Regions from separate parts of the Ovis aries genome. Here region 1 is linked to region 2. The links are chromatin contacts, called in public Hi-C maps. All regions are on one chromosome and are shown on one strand. The core of a region is the stretch at or near the end of the contact, and the rest is flanking DNA. Distances in the headings are between cores, read along the strand shown. Region 1 holds the start of TNFAIP8L2 (TNF alpha induced protein 8 like 2). Region 2 overlaps GABPB2 (GA binding protein transcription factor subunit beta 2).

Region 1 (2,969 bases), core at 281-2,780, 55 kb after region 2:
GCATCATTCCTTCCAAAGAAATCCCAGGGTTGATCTCCTTCAGAATGGACTGGTTGGATCTCCTTGCAGTCCAAGGGACTCCCAAGAGTCTTCTCCAACACCACAGTTCAAAAGCATCAATTCTTCGGCGCTCAGCCTTCTTCACAGTCCAACTCTCACATCCATACATGACCACAGGAAAAACCATAGCCTTGACTAGACGGACCTTAGTCAGCAAAGTAATGTCTCTGCTTTTGAATATGCTGTCTAGGTTGGTCATAACTTTTCTTCCAAGGAGTAAGCGTCTTTTAATTTCATGGCTGCAGTCACCATCTGCAGTGATTTTGGAGCCCCCAAAAATAAAGTCTTTGCTCTCACAGTTCCTTAATTCCTTAAATTTCTATGAAAGCTAATGACATCATTTGGCTTGTATTACAGTTATATGTGCTTACATTTATCTCCCTGACTAGGGTGTTAAGATTCCTTTTTTTTTTTTTTCCTTCAGGCTGTAAGGTTCTTGATGGTAAGTAAATTTGCCTCATTTACGGACTGTGACTTACCTTCATTTTTTGCATCCTGTTAGCTATGAAGCATAGTCGATAAACTCGTTGCCTCTAGTGGTACAATGATGTGCTGACACCTGCTGGTTATATCTAGTTCTGCAGCCTGACCCAGCTTCTTCCTCTCAAGTATTTGGGGTGAAGAGAAGTGTTAGTTGCTCAGTCGTGTCCGACTCTCTGTTACCCCATGGACTGTAGCCTGCCAGACTCCTCTGCCCATGGGATTCTCCAGGCAAGAGTACTGGAGTGGGTTGCCATTCCCTTCTCCAGGGGATCTCCTCGACCCAGGGATGGGAAACCAGGTCTCCTGCATTGTAGGCAGATTCTTTACCAACTGAGCCACCAGGGGAGTGTAAGTATTAGGGGTGGGGACACACTTACCCCTGGAAAATTAAATGGCAACCCGCTCCAGGATTCTTGCCTGGGAAATCCTACGGACAGAGGAGCCTGATGAGCTACGAATGGTCGGACATGACTGAGAGATTGAGCATGTATGCATTCCCTTACCCTGCAAGGTACTGGAAGCCTGTGCTCCTGGTAATGCTGCCCCACAGCACCAGCCATCCTTGACTCTAGGGGCACACTCAGACCTGCTGATCTCCAACTTGCTTCTGGTGTCTCCAGTCTAAGTCCAGTACACTCTCCAGAACTTTCTGCACTGACCCCCACGTCAGCAATTTATACATCACATTTCCCCCAGTACCAGAGAAATATACGGAGAACAAGATCTCAAGGAACTGGGCAGCAAGAGTAGAAAGAGGCAGATAATTTGGGAACAGGGGATGTGCAATTCCTCCTCCTCACCTCAAGGAATCAAGACTGTTTCCTACAGAATGCTATTCCTTTTGACCTTTGTCTTATTTACAGGAGGCTGTTGGGGCCATGGACTTTCTTGGTGACAGTGTGATGAACCGGAGGTTGAGCACTGAGTAGGTAGGCGGGGCTTGGGGGCGGGGCCAGGCCAAAGGGCCTCTCACTTAGGAGCTTCTCCATTCTGTCAGCTCTCCCGGAACATCCAAGGCAAGACTGGCACCCAGGGCGCAGCAGGTGAGGGACTGGGCAATGCCAGAGGGGGAGATGGTGGCAGAAGAGTCCCAGCTCTGTCAACCTGAGCTTTCCATATTGTGGCTCTCATTTGATAGAATTCTTGAGTCTCAGCGGGGAGGTCCAGCGCAGTTTTTCCTGGAGTAAAGCAGCCTCAGAAAGACATGGTTTTGGATGGGTGGGCACAGGGCTGAGGGATGGCAGTGGATAAGGGCATGTGAGACCACTGAGAGATGCAAGATCTTAGGAGACATGGATCTAGAGGTAAGGGCCGGTGAGAGAGTCTGGCCAGACTCTCAGGGCAGCTCTCAGTCAGGTGAAAACAGGAGACCAAAACACGGAGGCAGGGAGAGGACAGTGGACCAAATGCGAGATGGCAACGGGGGCAGTGGAGAGCTGGGTAACAGGAAGGCCAAGGAGGAAGGAAGGCTCACATGGAGCAATCTCCTCTTCCGGCTGTCGAGTGTGGTCCAGAAAGCCCCAGCAAAGCTGGGGGCAGAGCAAGGTTTTGGGTTTCCACTGGACTGATTTGGCTGAAGGAGAACCCCCTACCCCAGTGATACCTGCCCTGCTTCTTCAGACTCCCATTTTGGTTGGGGGACAGGGTGAGGCTGCTCCTCACTGCGGTCAGAGCCACATCCTGCAGAGGAACAGGGGAGGGGGAAGTAAGAAGCAAAACAAGCAGAACCACCATAGGCAAGACCATGGGGAGAGCGTTCCGGGACCAGGCACTCATGTGCCGCCAGCGGGTCCTGAGTGCAGCCTCGGCAGAGGACCTGAGACCTCTGGGGCTGTCTTGAGGCACTTGTTCCTCATGCTTCCTCAGTGCGCTCCAACCTCATTGAGAGCATGCCACGGGAGGAGGCTTCTTCAGATTGTGTGGTTCAAGGCCCATTTTTATCATTTGCCAGTGACTTTAGCCAAATTGCTTAATTGTTCTTAGTTTCATTTTCCTCATTGCAAATTGCGGATACCTACCTTACAAAGGGTTGGAAGACGGAGATAATTCACATGAAGCACTTGCCATATAGTAGGTTCTCAATAAATGTGAATAATAATAATCTTTTTTAATCAGGACTCCAGGGACCCCTATATTTCCCACGTCTCTAAAGGCAGTGCAGCACACTAGCTGACGTGGGCTTCTGCAGACAGAAAAACAGTTGTGTTTGACCTTGGGTAAATTATTTAATGTAAGCTTAAGTTTGCTCAGCTGTAAAACAAAGATGATAATACCTACATTTCACAGTGTAGGTGTATATCTGGGTACAGATGTACAGTACCCAGTCAGTGTCCAAAAAGGGCAGCTGTGAGAGCTATCTGCCAGGTAAGCTTCATCTTCTCCACTGTAGGAGCAACGGGCCACTTCCCTTGAGGTCTTAGCTGTGG
Region 2 (2,990 bases), core at 333-2,832:
TCGGATTAGCAGATGACAAATTACTACATACACAATGAATAAACAAGTCCTACTGTATAGCGCAGGGAACGATATTCAATACATTGTGGTAATCCATAACAGAAAAGAATATAAGTATATATATATATATAGTTACAACGGAATCACTTTGCTGTACAGCAGATATTAACACACTATCATCTATAGGCAATAATTTTTAAAAAAAAACACGTAAATCTTCCCCATAGGCTTTGAAAAGCGTTGATGGTCTCCACCATCAACGACAAAAGCCAAACTCGAATAAAGAGTGGAGCAGTGGTGTCTCCTTTTCTATTTATTTCCCAAAGTCTTCTTTCTCGACTTCGCGCTGTCCTTTAGTTCCTGGCGAATGGTAGATGGAGATGGGAATCAACTGGTAAGTAAGGTGCCTAAATGAACTTGCAAAGTCCTGCTCCATCCTCTTCTAAGCCCCCGCCAAGAAATAACTGTTGACAGGTTGGCTCTAGGATCCTTACATTCAAGCTGTAGCGGAAAACATGTCCGTCCGGCACAAGAGCTCAGTTCACGAGCAAACCCTGCAACGTCCCAGACATCTTCACCCGAGGGTGGGACCGCGAAACATTGCTTTCCTAAAAACAACCAAAAGACAGCGGGACAGACGGGCAGAATCCGATTTCACCAGGTTCTTGGCGCCAAAACAAACCATCGGGTCCGTCCCCTGCCGGACCTATACGACACGTATTCGACAATCCTCCGCCTCGCTAAATAGTCCTGTCTAAAACGTCTCGAATACACACTATTTTACCTCAAAAGGCCTTCCGAGGATAGACAGTGACCTCTGGGGCGCATCATCGTTCTGTTCGAATACAAACACGGTTTTCCTATCATTTTCTGTTCATAGATTCCTCCGCCAGAAATTATATTCCCCGAGTCTTCACTTCCGGGTCCGCCATTTTGCTGCCTCCATTTCTTCACGAGGGGGGGTTAAAGGCCCCCAAAATATGCATATGTGAAAAGGCCAAAAAGTAACCGTCATTGACAGGGAGTCTTAACTAGAAAAGGAAACAGGACAAAACTGGCAGGCTCGGTGAAAGCACAGCCGGCAGCGTCCCGGACGAGGAGGTGAGGGGGAAAAAGAGATGCGTGCGCTCGAGGGGGCGTCAGGGCTGGAAGGGAGACTGCCGCGAAAAGTTGCACCGCTTTCCAGCTCGGCCCCCAACTTCTCGGTGCAGTCGGAGCGGCGCCCCCTCGCCAGAGCGGGGGCGGCTGAGGGAAGGAGAGGAAGGGGATGCTGCTGGGAGGAAGGGGAGGGGACTGGGAGGTGAAGAAGGGGGTGGGTGTAAGACCTGGGGCTGGGGAGCTGGACCGAGGGAAGCCAAGGCCACAGAGGTGACCGCTAGGGGGCAGCGCGGCGCGCGGGCTGGGGGCTGCCCTCCAGGCTGAGACCCTGGCTCCTGTCCCTAGTTGACCCTTCTTGCAGAAAGACTGAACATCGCTCTAATAGAGGAGAAAAAGGATTCCCTAACTCTCTGATCCCAGGAATAGCCTAAAGATTATTAATGAGCTCAGCAATCTGAGCAAGAGCAGTGAGGGCTCCGCCTCCAGTTTTTACACAGTTGTTTGTACAGCTGGCGCAGCAGTGGGGACGTGTGCAATAGAAAAAGGTCGTCATATCATGGACTCTTCAATTCCGTTTCTCCTTCCTAACCATTCTCCTTTTCTCACAGATTTTCTTGAGCCCGCAGACATCCCATTCTTCTCTCCCTTTCCAGAAGGACCTTTCTCTCTCATCTCTCTTTTTAAAACATCTATGGAAAAGGATATTCTATGATTTACCTTCAGCAACTTAACATTTTTGGCCATCTGAGACTGTATTTTCATTGTACCATTTGATCCACCCAGTCCACAAGAGATGTTCTTAAGCATCTTTGTTCATATATGCTTTGATAACAGTGAAAGAAGTGCCCCACCTAAATTTTTGTATCAACAAGCGAAATTACTCTCTTGTAATAGAGTACGTTGTGAAGAGCTCAGGCACTTCATCAGTTATTTAAAAAAACTTATTGAAAATTATTGTGTGTTCATTTGGGAGGGGAAGTGGATGCTCTGTTATTTTATTCATCTATAAAATCCTGGGAGGCAAGTTAGATCAGTAGAGAAAGTGGAGGTACATTCACTAAGGGAGAATGTTTTCCTTTTGTTTTTAGTAACCAAGGGAGCTCAGAAGTGCCTAGACTGTCTCTTATCCTTACTGCATCTCTCATCTGGTGGTATATGGGAGAATGACACATAGTCCCCCCAAAATGCCATTATTTTAAAAATACATTTTACTTTTAAAAGCAAAGAGTGAGAATAAGGAGAGAAAAGACCCTTGAATACATATCTAGGAAACTTTTTTTTTTCCTAATGATTAATGCAACAGCCTATTCACATTCTGACCCCAAAGTTTAACTTACCATTTATAATAAGAAATAAGGTTTTTGGTGGCCTGTTTAAACAATGGGATGAAACATTTGGGTCACTTGTCATTTAGAGGTACTGATACACAGACTCATAAATATGATTTAAAAGTTATGAAATTGACATATATATGAAGGCAGAGTGTAGGGGTCAAAATTGATGGCTCAAAAATATTTTGTTAGAGTTCAGGAGCTGAGGACACCAGTTGCAGTGGGATTAAAATCAACCTAATTAAAGGATCTTGTCTTCCAGAAGTTTCAGCTTCCCAGGAATGTGAACCAAGCTAGGTATCTCCTTAAGCAGATACCTCAGCCTACGCCTGAATATTTTTTTGTGGTAGAGAATAGAGCTGAAACTTCAATATTAGGAGAATTTAATCTGCTGCATGTCAACATTTCTCAACATTCCTGTGTAGGACGTTCTTTCCCTTTGTGATCAGTTATCGTAGAGGTGTTTTGGGTTTTGTTTTTTTTTCATTTTTTGAGGGGGAGGTGAAGGAATGTGCTGTGTGACTTGAGGCAGGATCTTAGTTGCCTGACCAGGGATTGAAC

The links. Hi-C and Micro-C count contacts between places; a contact is called where the count stands out from the background.
Region 1: a Hi-C map of mixed tissues shows a contact between it and region 2, with 4 times the contacts expected there. The contact joins the promoter of TNFAIP8L2 here to the enhancer-like site in region 2. A contact is called at or near these places in 12 of 16 Hi-C or Micro-C datasets (blood, hypothalamus, liver and 6 more).

The regions. Positions count from the first base shown.
Region 1 is chr1:101,052,616-101,055,584 of ARS-UI_Ramb_v3.0, forward strand. It overlaps TNFAIP8L2 (TNF alpha induced protein 8 like 2), which reads left to right and starts at 1,531. Exons shown (of 2, transcript XM_042253791.1): 1 at 1,531-1,586.
Region 2 is chr1:100,997,734-101,000,723 of ARS-UI_Ramb_v3.0, forward strand. It overlaps GABPB2 (GA binding protein transcription factor subunit beta 2), which reads left to right. Exons shown (of 10, transcript XM_027974647.2): 2 at 1-1,101. Among named protein-coding and RNA genes, the nearest start is that of MLLT11, 7.2 kb to the left of the region's middle. Within about 2 kb of position 1,583, at least 44 of the 54 cell types and tissues checked have an H3K27ac peak or open chromatin away from gene starts, as enhancers often do. A contact at or near this core is called in hypothalamus, liver and tail adipose tissue, where this site is marked.